Regions from separate parts of the Rattus norvegicus genome. Here all the other regions are linked to region 1. The links are chromatin contacts, called in public Hi-C maps. All regions are on one chromosome and are shown on one strand. Each heading gives the region's core, a stretch centred on a gene start, on an enhancer-like site or on the middle of the called end of the contact. The rest is flanking DNA. Distances are from core to core; before and after follow the strand shown. Region 1 holds the start of Maml2 (mastermind-like transcriptional coactivator 2). Region 2 overlaps Maml2 (mastermind-like transcriptional coactivator 2). Region 3 overlaps Maml2 (mastermind-like transcriptional coactivator 2).

Region 1 (4,618 bases), core at 1,324-3,823:
TATATATATATATATATATATACACATTTTTACATTCATACAAAAGACACTCAAGACTTGATCCTAGCTTTTAGAGCAGTGTCTTACATGCTGGAATGTAGTAGCGAAACCTGTCTGTTGAAATCTTGTTTCTCAAGCTCTAATTTATGCTCCTGTCAAAATTACAGAGAGGTGGGGGTTGAAGAGATGCCTCAGCAGCTAAAAGCAGTCACAATTCGAGCTTATTACCTGAATTTTGTTTGCTTCTACCCACAGCTCACGTTTGAAGCAGGATCGTCCTGCTGAAATTCTAGTCGCTCAAGTGAATGAAGCTTTGTGTCTGGAGACCTCAGATCCAAACAACTCGAGTTTTTGTTGGTCCTGACTTCTAATACTGTGCACATCTTAGTTTATTCTCCGTAATTGATAAACACACAGATTTGTCCAGTCTGCTTGAGTATTTTACAAGCTACATCATATGAAGATATGAAGATAAGAAATCAAAAGCTATTTTTTTTGTTTTGGTTGTTATGAATGTTCTTGAAATCACGTGGCACATTAGTTTGACAACCAAACTGCCACGGACAATACACCTTGTATTTGTTGACTTTTCAAAGGAAAAGAAATTTTTTTCCTTCCTCGAGGTAATGACAATATCAGTCTTATAAAACGTTTATTTATCCCCGATGATTTATTTGCTCCATCACCACCCAGCCTGTTGCCCAAACTCTCTGGCCTCCACCAATGGGTCCCTTTAGGAGACAGCCAGCGGTGGACTTCCCTCTCTGCACCTCACAGCAATCACTGACCAACTTCCTCACCGTGCTAATGAGCTTTTACTCTAGGCTCACCCAGCTCTTGTTGGGGTGCTCAGTGGTGTCGTTTACAGCTTATTGAAAAGCGAAAATCATATCCTCAGGAGGGCGGACTGCGAGCCTGGAAGGGGAAAAATACAGTCCCTGACTGGGAGTTTCTTCAGCATTGAGAGCTGCTCGAACACTTACGAGGAGACTGGGGAATTTCCCCAATCTTCCCCCCACCCCAGCACCCAGGCTGAGGCTGAGGCCAGAGCCAGCCTAGAGAGATGCTGTTCCGGAGGGTTTGCCTCTTCAGCCACTGGGAGGCCTCTGCACTCCGTTCCCCGGCGCCTGGCTGCGATTACTCACTGGAGCAGCGGCACCAGCCTTCCACCAGGGAGCCGGAGCTCCCGCCCTCCTCCCCCATCTGCAGCCTGCTGGCTCCCTCTCTCCCTCTGTCTCACTCACTCTCTCTCTCTCTCTTTCTCTCCCTCTCGTATCGCAGCACAATGAAAGCCTGTGTTTCGCCGTGAGTCCGAGGAGCGGGAGTCGGTGTCAGGAAAGCGCTCGGAAGGGACCTGAAAGAGAAAGGAAAATACAAGCGACTTTTTTTCTTCTCCCCCCCCCCCAATCTATAACGCGAAGCATTACAAGAGATAGAGCCACATTGCCTTTGGGAGTCCAGACCCTCTGAGGCACTGGCCCGGCGTGGAATGTACAAAAGTGGACAGAAAAGTGGCTGGACATGACTCGGTGCAATTTGCTGGAAGTTTGTAAGTTTGACCATCGTTTGTAAATTACTCTCGGAAGACTTTGTCTCTCTTGATACTGTGTTAGAATAGAAGTGGGGGGTGAGGAATTAAAATTAAGTGGGAAAGGGGGAAATGTGTTGAAGGAGCTCTCTCGGTAGCCAGCCACTTGAGCCTGCTTTCATTTAAGACTAAGAAACCTAAGAGGGGATCGGGATTTTTGCCGGTGATTGGATTAGCTTGAAGAAAAGAGCATGGTTCTGAAGTCCAATTACAGACGTTGTTAAGACTGAAAAGCTGTCTTCTTTGGGGAGAAGACTGCATCCTACTCTACCCCCAAGAAGGAGAAAGCACCAACACCGGAGGGAGAGAAAGGGACGGAGAAACCAACATAGTCTTCCTGGATTTCGCACAGTTTGAACATGACTTCAGAAGCCTTGGGAAACAGTCCTGTTGTTTATTTTTTAACCTGAGTAAAAGTGAAGGCTGCCGGTTCATAGCCCCCGGGAGAAATGTGTTTCTCTGCAGAAACACCCCTATAAATAATTTCCCGAAAAAGCGAGGTGAGGGGGAGCCCGGATCTCTATTAATGACTCTTCTGATTCCTTTTGCTATGTGCTTCTGCTTCTTCCTTGACAATCCCTGAATTCTTGAACGGTCCCCCAGACTTTGTGTTTACTAAGTACCTAGAGGCTCTTGTCAGCCTGGTAGGGGAGAAAAAAAAATCTACCAACTCTGTCCAACTTCTCCTGAGCTGTCAAATGCAATTAGAGTAAGTTGATCAGGGTTTGTTTCCAACTTCCTCTCTCCAATTGGTTTCTAATCTTTCTCCCCACCCTGTTGTTACTCGCTCCCCTCCCCCACACCTTCTCCACTGCCTCCCCACTCTCTGAAGACCCCTCCCCCACACCTTCTCCACTCTCTCCCCACCCTCAGAAGACCTCTATTCATGTGGCCCTGAACACTGAAACCCGCTTTGCCCGCAATAGCCAACACCAGCCTCTTGCACCTCACCACACCAGAGGCAGTAATCATTGTGTCCAACAAGATGGGGGACACAGCGCCCCCGCAGGCCCCCGCAGGAGGGTTGGGGGGGGCTTCTGGGGCGGGGCTCCTTGGAGGGGGTTCAGTCACCCCGAGAGTGCACAGTGCCATTGTGGAACGCCTGCGGGCTCGCATTGCTGTCTGCCGACAGCACCACCTGAGCTGTGAAGGACGCTATGAACGTGGTAGGGCTGAGAGCTCAGACCGAGAAAGGGAAAGCACCATGCAGCTTCTTAGCCTGGTCCAGCATGGCCAGGGGGCAAGGAAGGCTAGCAAACATGCTAAGGCTACAGCCACGACTGCCACCACCACAGCCCCTCCACCGCCCCCTACCGCCCCTCCTGTGGCCTCCCAGGCAGCAAGCACAGCCCCACCACCTCCACCAGACTATCACCATCACCATCAGCAGCACCGGCTGACCAGTAATGATAACGGTGGGATAAACCGAGAGCAGCAGCCGCCAGCTTCGACCCCGGGGGACCAGCGGAACTCAGCCCTGCTTGCGGTAAGGCACCTGGTTTTCTCCTATGATTCTGGCTGTAGTCATGTGGCCTTTTGCGAAGGTGGTGGCTGTCTTGGCCTCGTATGGACTGGATGGCCATGAAGAAGGCCAAGATAGCAGTCGCTCAAAAGCCGCTGGGTATGCGAATGTGGTTGTAAGCTCTCACTGTCAAAGCCACCAGGGCTTGCTCATTGTCATTGTCCTACACCCAAAGGGTGTTCCTCGAGAGGTAAGAGCCTGGGTTCTCCAGAGGCTCACAGTCTAGTTTGTGAAAGAAGACCTTACAGCTGGGAAACCCTTGAGAACCCTGCTGCTTTACATACTGGCTCTGATTAGGCCCAGGAAGACATTCTTTACTTGACAGGAACTTAGTTCAGATGACCTGTTCATCTTGCTCCATGCCCCTTCCCCTTCTGTGACCTTTCCCTGGAGTTAAGGGGTGTCTGTGATTGACTATTACATAGGTGTTCCCACAGTTTTAAACAAAAACATGAGGAAAATACCTCACAGACAGATACTGCAGGAAAGCTTGGGAAGAGGACTACCAGGATTCTCATAGGCTCCCACCACAGGCCCCAATTCAGTCTTTATTCTGGACCCTCCAATTAAGGCTGGGATGTCCCAGCACTTGTGGAAGAGACTGACGACTGTTTACCGTAGTTCTAGGAAGCACCTTGTCTTTAGTCCCTACTGGTAACAGCACACCAAACCCTAAAGCCTGAGTAATTTTCTGACTGGAAGTGCTTCCTCAGAGGCTCAGACAACAACCCCCACCCCCAAGCACACACGCCACACAGAGCAAAGAGCTTTGAGTCATCAGTCTTGGTCAGGTGACCCCCTGCTTGTAGTGTTCAGGCTTCCCACACACTGCTCTGCCATGAGCCTTTCAGCAGAAGTAGGAAGCCAAGCCCACAGGCTTCTCCCGCTAAGCTAAGAGGTTCTGTGACTGCTCCCGGGACAACTGCAGTCAGCCTAAGCCAAGCCTGATGAGAGACACCCGACAGATCATGGGCATGGAAGCCCCAAAACATCCAGAAAGCCCCAAGGAGGGATGGCACTAAGAAGCTCCTGAGGAGGAGAGGGCCTGTTCCAGCCGGCCCACTGCTTCTTCCTGGCTGCTCTCCCCATGTCCTTCGTCTGTGGTGATTCCCATAGTTCCCAGAGCTTTCTGTTCTTCCTCCCCAGAAGGCAAACGTTTTTCCTTGGGCCACCTAGAACTGTGACTCTGGGTCCCCCAGATCCAGATGAAACTGCTGTCTATAATTAAACTGGCCTGGGCTTTATCCTTGAATGAAACTATTCAGTTTGTATTCGTTTCTAGGCCTGTATTCCTCTCTTGCCCACCTGCTCCATCCTCACTTCTCCCTGGAATTCCCAGCTAAGGGGAAGTTTGTCTTCTGAAAGAGGGGTGCTGGGGAGAAGAAAGAGGGGGAAGAATGAGGTTTGTGTGCATGTGCGTGTCACCAGCATCTGCAGCCAAAAGTAACTAAATGCCTTGATTGTCCCCAGTAAATTTATAATCTGTCTGCAAGTCTCCCAATAATGTG
Region 2 (4,618 bases), core at 1,178-3,677, 220 kb after region 1:
AGAGACCTCTGCTGAGGCGAACAGGTCACAGTCTTGATCAGTAATGTTCGTCTTCCATAAAGGCTGTAGAAGAGCTGGGATAACTTGGAAAGTTAAAAGGGACACCAAAATAAATGTGTGTGCTTAGCTTTTTTTATTTATTCTATAAAAACATTAATTTGAATGCAATTGTTAGCTTGTTTTTGCCTTTGTTTTAATGGGAGGAGTTTCCTGCAAGCAGCAGGCACTGTCATAAAAAGGCTCCACACTAAGGATCTAAAGTGTGTCTGTGACCAAGTGTGGAAAGGTAAATTATAGGGATATCACTGAGTCCCCCTAAGTATTGGAAAGCTGGACACACACACACACACACACACACACACACACACACACACATGCCTGTCTATTCTCTCTTCCTGCCTTGCTGTCTGGGTCAGTTCCATTCTCCTACATCCTGTAGATGAGCCATGCTTTCTCCATCTCTTCCTGTGTGTCACTAAGGATGACTGTCTTAGGAGACATAGACAGGAGACCAGCTGTCTTAGTCACCGTTCTGTCGCTGTGAAGAGACGCCTTGATCAAGGAAACTCTTTTAAGGGAACGCATTTAACTGGTGCCTTGCTCGCAGTTTCAGGGGCTTAGTCCACTCACCATCACCTCAGAGAGCATGGCGGCAGTTAGGTGTGGTGCTGGAGAATAGCTAAGAGTTGCATCCTGACTTGGGGGGGGGGGAGCGCGTGGGAGAGAGCCTGGCATGGGCTTTTGAAACCTCAAAGAAATGACACATTTCCTTCAACAAGGTCACACCTCCTAATCCACTCCTTATAACTAAGCATTCAAACATATGAGCCTATGGGGTCCATTCTTCAAAAGCACCAGAGTAGCCAAGTCTCTCACCTCAAATACTCATGACTATAGGGCAGGAGGAGTCCTTGTCTTAATTATCCATTGCTAAACGAGTAGTTAAAGCACTCAGCTTGAGCCCACTGTCCACCTTGATCCTTTCTACTGGGGCTGACTAAGTGGAATGTTCTAGATTGAGAACATTTCACCCTGGAATGTGGGGTGTGGTTAACAAGGGCAGAGATACATAATGACCACACACTTCAGTCTGCTTTATAAGCAATATGCATTCAGTTCAGGAAAATGAGAAAATACTGGCATGTGAGCGAAGAGAAAAGAAAACCCCTTCTACCATCAGAATGTCATTCAGCATCTCAAAGTTTCCTATAAGTGTTTTTTTTGTTGTTGTTGTTGTTGTTTTTGTTTTTTGTTTTTTGTTTTTTTTTCTTTTTGCTTTAAACACTCTTCTCCCTGGCAGTTCTTTAAGTCACACTAAAGAGAATATGCACTGGTCAAAAAAATAGCTGTGTCCTCTAAGTCGTTCCCTATGAGTTATTTTATAACATGAGAGACAGACATTAAAAAAATGGAAGTTACTTAGTAGAGTTATTTGAAATGACAAATATTGTAAAGGAAATCGGCAAGGAATTGCGGACAGACTGCCCTTAGATGAGGCAGTCCTGAGGAAGACCTCTGCTGGGGGTCCACCCTCAGAGATGAAAGGAGAAAGAGCTGGCTATGGCAAGAGAGGGGAGTCCTGGGAGGAAGTGCATAGCAAGGGGAAGGGGATGGATGCAGAGAACCTAAAGTGAAATGATTGTTTCCATTCTTAGAATTAAACAGAAAAGAGGTGGAGGGCAGAAGGGGACAGGGAAGGGAGGAACCACAAAGGAGAATGGAGGAGGAAGGGAGAGGAAGGAGGGAGAGGAAATGGGAGGAAGGCAAAGGTTGTATGTTGTTCTGAATAGGACACACCTTTTGTTGCTGCATAAGTCAAGAAGACATGAGGTAGGAGGTCAGGGCCTTGGAATGTTCTGAGAGCGGAGAAAATTTGAAAAAGGGGTGGGGTGGGGTGTGTGATGTAGAGCCAGGAACTGGGAAGGGAAGGACTTTTAAGACCTACTGTCATCCCCTAAGCTACTAAGAGCAGAGGACTGGTGTGACGCTAAGAGAGGCTTTGATACTGTGTTTTGAAAACATGGAATATATCAATAGCCACACTTTAGCCCCAAACAATGAACAGACAATACTGGTTCTCTCCAGTTTGGGGATGTTTGCCGACACTTTGGAACAGGTATAATTCCCACCAAAGCAGCAGCAGCTTCTTGAAGCATCTGTGCTTTCTCTTCTTCTCCGAAACCTTTCGGCTGTACCATAGCAGGTAACCGCTCTACACCTGGACAAGAAACACTACCAGCCAGTGAGGCTTCCAAAGGCAGGCTTCGTTCATGAACCTAGGCAGAGAAGATGCCCTATGCACTGCCAACTGGATGCCCAATAACATTAATGACCAATTAGTCAGTGAGCGTTTCCCTGGGCTAGAGCTGGGGTGGGTTAGCAGAGTCATGAGAAGCTTGTCTCCTGTTGACTTTTGAAATCATACTGAAGAAAAAAACTCGCATACCTGAACCAGTTGCCAAGAACAATACAAGGCAGAAAGTGCTAAAAGCATCATAGCAGAGCCAACGAGTTGAAGGGGAAGCAGGATGCTGTGAGCTAGCCTTGAAGAGAACCCTGTGGAGCTGGACCCCAAGTGAAGTGGGAGAGAGCAGTGTTATGATTAATGATGTTTAATGCACTGTGCATTCTGCTGAGACGGACATTTAGAGCTTTAGGAGCACAGCCAGCATGTTAGACATAGCATTTACTTTGGATTCACTTCGATATATTTTGGGCAAAAAGTGAGTCACGGATAAAGTATTTCATGCACAAAGCAGCTATTCTTTTTTTTTTCTTCGGGCCTTTATAGACTGTTGTGTTCTTTTCTGTGTTCAACACAGCGGGTCCATCTCTGAAAGGCTCCTGTAAGTCAAGTCCTTGCAGGGATTACAGGGACGAGCCGGGATGACTGAGGATATCGTTATCATGGACTGGATCTGAAATGACATTATTTAATGTAGTAGGTGACTACGTGGGAAAGATATCTACTTCGAATATCTTAAAATTAATCTTAAAGTTAGCGTACAAAATAGCATGTCTCATGAGAGTTTTACATACAGAAACCTATATGTATAAATATGTGTGTATGTGTGTGTGTGTGTGTGTGTGTGTGTGTGTGTGTGTGTGTGTGTGTGCATATACTGAAATCCTGTCTTGGAGCTTGAATCTTAAGGGCCAAAGTTATGGACAGAATTTCCAGGCACATCTGGTATGCTTTCCCCACCTGGTCTAGCAACAGCAAAGCCTTCAACCAACACAAACCCCACAGTCTTTCTTAAAAGAGTGAAAGTCCGTGTCTAAAATTCGCACAGAAAGTGTGCCTTGTTGCTCCTGTACATTCCTCCTGGCACGGAGTCGGTCACAATGAGCCTCCGCCTTGTGTGCCAGCTTGGGATCAGCGCAGAGGTGTGCCATTGCCATGAGCCCATCGCCGCATTCCCTGCAGTTTTGCCTCATTTTGGTAATGTTCATCTTCCTCTTGGCTCCAGTTCTCAGGGCTTCACACGTGTGTGGATGTGCGCTGGGCGTGAAAAAGCTCCCCCAGCTACAGACTTCTTGTCAGTTGACACTTAGTGCCTAAAAGGGTCAGTGTCCTGGGGACTGAGACAAGCACATGGCTATTTTTGGAAGCAATTCAGCCACAGCAAGCATCACGGCAAGCACATGCACAGTGAAGGCCTGGACCCAAGGCCCACGCTTAGAGAACGTACAGTCAGGTTGGACATAATCAATCCAGCAACGTTAAGCCACAAAAAGTCCATAGTTCTATAAGGCCAAAGAAGGAAAGGGAGCTTCATAATCTGTGGAAAAGGACCCAAACCTCCAGTTTCTTCTCTCTTTCAGCAAAGGATCTTGCTGATGATAAACTTGGAAGTGACACTTGCAAGAGGAAATGTAAACCAGGGGGAATTGCTCTCGCCTTGAGAGTTGTGATTAGCTCCAATGTATTGTTCCAAGATCCCAAACGCTTCACTGGAATAACCAATGAGAAGTCATATGTGATCGTTTGGGCCAGTCTCTTTCTAGATCATCCCTAATTTCTAGCAACAACCACATCTCTAATGGGCTGTAAGGGAAGCTCACAGATGGTGGGACCCAGATAAGCAAAACACACACACACACACACACACACACACACACACACACACACACACACCTCCAGGCAGCTACAGATTCAGATTTCGATCTTGCATGCATGCCTGGTTGAGAGGACAGGAATCTACTTGGGGGTACTGTGGCCTATGGAATGAATTGTTACCTTTGTGAGGTACATCCCTTGTTTCTAAGGCAGCACAGGAGACAAAGGGTACATTTAGTTTGTGGGAAAGGATGGGGGCAGGGGAAGAAACAGAAACCAGAGGATTGTGCAACCATGGCGCTTTCAAATCCCTCCAGGAAGTTTATGTTTCAAGGCCTTTGGAAGAGTAGGGCACAGCTGTTTAAAACAGAGCTGTTTACTGATGGGCCACAGTCCCCCATAAGCGCTCTTGGTACCACCACTGCAGCTCCAAGAATGACAGGTCACTGCTTGTAGACTCTATCTAGCCTAAGCAGGCTTGTGCCTACCCCAGCAGAGGCCATATGTCTCAAAAGGCAAGGGACGTTCAGAGAGGACTGAGAAACGGGGATGGGGGAT
Region 3 (4,618 bases), core at 877-3,376, 190 kb after region 1:
ACTGTGCTCATTCATAGTACATTAAAATGGAGCCTGAATGCCCAATGAGTCTGTTAACAACACAATACTTGTTAATCTTCTCTCATCTGAGAAGCAAGAAACAAAGGAATTCCAAAGCCTAGAATATGTGAAGGAACTCTTTTTGGCTCCCACTAAATGTGTCTTCAGTTCTCAAAACACACAGACTAAAGTAGACTTAGGCCTCTTATTCAAAGGCTTTGCTGAGAAGGGAATAGAATTAAATTTTCCCTAAAACATTCGGATGTGCTTTTTTGGGTTCAGGCATGTTAGAGATAGTAAGAAATTTCAGTGTTGAGAATCAGAATTTTAAACAAGGGCCAGAAAGAAGAGTGTCTTATTTTTAAAGGTCCCCTCCAGTAACCAAGCAAGTGCACGATAATTTTAATTCTGCCCCTGGTGAGTAGGGCTAGCTTGATCTCATTCTACAACGCACTGGTTAGTATTTTATACTTAACTCGTAGATTTCCTGTGGTAGTAGGTAGATGTAAATTTCCTCTCCTTGGAAGCCAGTTTCCATGTAGAATTTTCTGTGTATTTGAGATCTATGCTGTGGCCTGCCTGAACTCATGGAAAATTGATGATACTGGGAGGGAACTATTGTAACTAAGCTTCCGGAAAGGCACTTTTTAAAACAGCAGTGGAAAAAAAATAACAGGGCGCTAGTCTGATGTGAGTTTTGGCAGACACTTCACTCAGCCTGCCAGGACATCCCCAGAAATTATAGACCCTCAAAGGTGTTCAGGACAAAGTAAATAAAACACGATACAGTTATTTTATGCCCACCCCCACTGATTCACTCCTCCCTCCGCAACTTCTTAGCAACATGAATTTTGAACTGAGTGAAAGGTCAGCTTTGAAGTGAGTGTAAAGTTATTTACAGGAAATGGAGCAGAAAGTGGGCTCTCGTGCACTTTTAAATATCCCTATTATCAGGGGAAAATGAACTGTGTCATCTGTCCGAAGAGAATCAAATCCTTGCATTTTCTTATGTAAAAGCAAAATAAATATGTACCATTCCGGAATTAGCCTATCAACCCTGAAACTTTAAAATTCACCAAGGTCTGCTTCCCCCCAACATTGGATGTGAAAGCTGGAAATAACACTGTGTGTTTAAAACTCCCTTACTTGGAAGCGCAGTGGGGGCAGGTAGAAAAGAGCTAATCAGGGGGTTTCCTTCCAACATGAGATGCTAACTGGGCTCTTGTGATAGCTACAGGACCGGCAACATCTTTAAATATTTAATTTCTTGTCAGTTGTTAGCCGACTCATGTTTATGTATGTGTGTGTGTGTGTGTGTGTGTGTGTGTGTGTGTGTGTGTGTGTGCGTGCGTGCGTGCATTGCACATACACATGTAGCTGTATCTGTCAGAAGGAAGTGGTGAGTTAAAGCAATTATAGGGCTCATTCTGCAAGGAGAAGAGGAGGGATCTGTTGGTGAGGAAAAAGAAAAGGCATAGCTTGCTTTACAGATTCCCAGATCGGTATGGCTTGGATTCTTTTAAAAGATGTCCATCTATGAGTCCTGGGTCCCTTCCTGTGCTGAGTCAGAAAGCTGACTCTGAGGACGTGTTTGGATGCCACGTTTCAGTGAGTTCAGTAACACTTTGGTCATAAACTGGTTCTCATTCTATATTAGTTACTGAAATTTAGTTCTGTTATGATTTAGGCAACAAAATGTTAAAGTTACTGCAATCAGACTCAGGGTCTATGGCTCTCTTTAGTGTGATCTGGACCGTGGCTGTGGCGGTTAAATGGTTCCTCTGTTCTGAGATCCAAAGAAGGAAAGAGCAACGCAAAGCCTCTTAAGCAAGCTTAAGTAGTGATGCTTGCCTTTAATCCCAGCGCTTAATCCCAATCCCTGAGTCTGAGTCCAGCCCAGGCCACACAGTGAGTTCGGCCAGAGCTATGTTGTGTCTTGAAACAAACAAAACAAAACGAGAAATCGAAACTTCCTGAGCTCTGCATTGCCTGACCCAGTGGGGCCACTTGGTTTCAGGTACATCCAAAAGGATGCATTCAGCCAAAAGGGCCATTTGGCAGCGTTTGCGTTGTATGGCTAAACGTAGATTTGCTCTCCGGCACCCTCTATCTGGGGCATGGTAAACACATATCTGTAAGTCTAGGCAGGGAGGCAGCAGCACAAAAAGTTCAAGCTCATTCTCCACTACATATACAGGCCAAGGTCAGCCTGAGACCCATGAAAGTCTGTCTTAAAAATGGCCCAGAAATCCCAGGCTGGGGGATTCTCATAGACACTGTGGTAGAAGAGGCCAGGAAAATGCCACTCCCTCTCCAACTCGGGGGTGAAAAAGCACTGTTGCGCTGTGTTTCACGAACCTCAGCCCTGGGCACCAGACAAAGAAAGCCAATGTGCTGAAGGCCGCTTTGATCCAGCGGAGCTTGTCACAGTCAGAAATGGAGAAGGCAGCAGAGAACCGGAAGAGTCACTCCTCCAGAGTTAGAAAGAGAGCAAGGCAATTTCTAAAGGGGAGAAAAGGCTACGGGAACTGTAAGTAAAGCTGCCCTTTAATTAAGCACATTGTGGTATGTTATCTCCTGCTTTTCAGCTATATTTCTGTCCCAAGCATAAAAATATCATAAGGCCCTGATCGCAGTATTAAGAAGTTAAAAATAAAATAAATAGCAAAAAGAACTCACCTTGCAAACCGGCAGCTTAGAAAACAAGCATCAGTCTCCATTCCATTCTCTTTAAAATGTGCTAATACAGATTAACTCATAGGCACAGATGTAAAGGTGTGATAAAATAAAATATATAACTTTTCAGTGCAATATTTGCCATTGTATAAATGTCCATGACCTCTAGAGCTAATGGCTACCGAGGTCTAAAATTCAACTAAAAAGAATGTTTGCTCTTTAGTCTCCTAATGCCTGAGTGGTACAGGAAGAAATAGGAGTCAATGGTATTTATGACATCTTAGTAACCATTCTATTGACCTCTCCTAGTGAGGGGAAATAAAACCAACCCTGGCTGAGTGCATTGCTACTTGCCATTCACAGGAATAGACTGATAACATGTCAAATAGAATTGGAGGAGAATATATATATAGGTTAACTTACAGACAAGTAAAATCTCGAGGTCATAATATTTGGACAAAAGGTTGGTTGATTTCAAATATATAATAGGTATGATTTTCAAAGCAATTAAATATTTCTGGAATCTTAAAGTATAACTTGATGTTTTATCAGAAGAATGTTAGAAGCTAAGACATATGTTGTGTTGCTTTAATTTAATTCATAGAACAAAGAGGTGTCCAGCATTTTCTATGGGCCAAAGATCAATGCTATTTTGCCATGGGACAAAACATGTCACTCACTCCAAATGTCGCCTGAATGCTTGTTTGCTGATCTATTGTTTGTTCGGTGTGGTCATTGTAAAATGAAAGTGTGGGTCTTTAAAAAGATGTTGAGGAAGCCCTTATGCTGCACACTGGTGGGCCTGAGAGCGGAGTCATCTTTCCAAGCTCTAAGAGCCTTGTGAATGGGAAAAGTCAAATGCGCACCAAGCACGAAGAAGAGTGAACTTGATTCCAACATAAAGAGAGAAACTGGGGCCTGGCCGTCGAAGACATGACCTGTGAGCCAGCAGTTTGGAAAGCTCGTGAGAATGTTCTAGAATCAGATTGTAGCCTCACCCCACACCTTGTGAATCAAAGTCTCTGGGTCAACCAGACCTCCAGGTGACCTGTATGCACGTAACAATTGCACAAGCACCGAGCTGAGGATGATGTCATGTGATGGTGACTGTCTCCCCTTCCTCTTCTTGGACCACTCTAAGGCAAGTGGTCTGCTCTGCTCTCACCGTCAGCACTGCCAGTGAAAATAGAGGGCCCCCAGGATGGGAAGTCAGTAAGAACAGCTGACCGAGAAAGGAAGTTTCTAACGAGGAAGGTTTGGTCTGCTTTTGTAGCCCCTGGAGGAGGACTAGCACTCTACAGAAGCTGTTAATGAAGGGCTGGATTTGAGGGCAGTGATCAGTGCCAAACTCCAAATGTGTTGTTACTCTGAACTTCCCCTCCAGATGCCTTGTACTGCGGGGTTTCCAGCGGGTAAGATCCACTTGCAAATGGCTGGTTACATAAATATACTCGAAGTGTGTCCACGGTAACCTTATTTTCAACTTCTTTTCGACATTTCATTAACTTCCCCTGGGCGGAAATCATTTGGCAGCAATTGGAAATGTCTAGCTGACCTTGATAGATAGATTTTTAGCAGTAACTGCTCTGTTTATCAGTTCTCACAGGTAACTATGGCAACTTTCCATCTCAGCTATGAACATGCAATGCAAACCCCCAAAGGAAAACAACACCTATCAGAACCCTTTCATAAGGAGCCCAACATCACTGTGCGATTCCACCTAGAGAAGCCTTTCTGTTTACAGGGCATTCACTGAAATGGCACCTCAAGGGAAACCTATGGCCTTACCAACAGGCTGACCTGATAGCATGATTTTCTGAGTAGTATTCAAAAAGAAAACAACAACAACAACAACAACAACAACAACAACAACAAAGAAAGAAACCTCACCTCTCCACTTTAAACAGATAAAGAGAAATCACCAAAAATTAGACATATTTGC

What was found. A called contact is a pair of places that touch in the nucleus more often than the background predicts.
Region 2: a Hi-C map of Schwann cells shows a contact between it and region 1, with 4 times the contacts expected there. The contact joins the enhancer-like site here to the promoter of Maml2 in region 1. A contact is called at or near these places in 2 of 12 Hi-C or Micro-C datasets (the A7r5 cell line and Schwann cells) and 1 of 1 datasets of contacts at active chromatin or transcription factors (oligodendrocytes).
Region 3: a Hi-C map of Schwann cells shows a contact between it and region 1, with 4 times the contacts expected there. The contact joins the enhancer-like site here to the promoter of Maml2 in region 1. A contact is called at or near these places in 1 of 12 Hi-C or Micro-C datasets (Schwann cells) and 1 of 1 datasets of contacts at active chromatin or transcription factors (oligodendrocytes).

Annotation. Positions count from the first base shown.
Region 1 is chr8:18,549,907-18,554,524 of GRCr8, forward strand. It overlaps Maml2 (mastermind-like transcriptional coactivator 2), which reads left to right and starts at 2,574. Exons shown (of 5, transcript XM_008765997.4): 1 at 2,574-3,074. The coding sequence starts at 2,574. It also overlaps a transcript of Ccdc82 not described here.
Region 2 is chr8:18,768,259-18,772,876 of GRCr8, forward strand. The region is part of intron 1 of Maml2 (mastermind-like transcriptional coactivator 2); the gene reads left to right. LOC134480140 reads left to right here. Exons shown (of 2, transcript XM_063266368.1): 2 at 1-4,618. Among named protein-coding and RNA genes, the nearest start is that of Mtmr2, 130 kb to the right of the region's middle. Within about 2 kb of position 2,428, at least 9 of the 93 cell types and tissues checked have an H3K27ac peak or open chromatin away from gene starts, as enhancers often do. A contact at or near this core is called in the A7r5 cell line and Schwann cells, where this site is marked.
Region 3 is chr8:18,743,120-18,747,737 of GRCr8, forward strand. All of the region lies in intron 1 of Maml2 (mastermind-like transcriptional coactivator 2), which reads left to right. It overlaps LOC134480140, which reads left to right. Exons shown (of 2, transcript XM_063266368.1): 1 at 1-4,618. Among named protein-coding and RNA genes, the nearest start is that of Mtmr2, 150 kb to the right of the region's middle. Within about 2 kb of position 2,127, at least 20 of the 93 cell types and tissues checked have an H3K27ac peak or open chromatin away from gene starts, as enhancers often do. A contact at or near this core is called in Schwann cells, where this site is marked.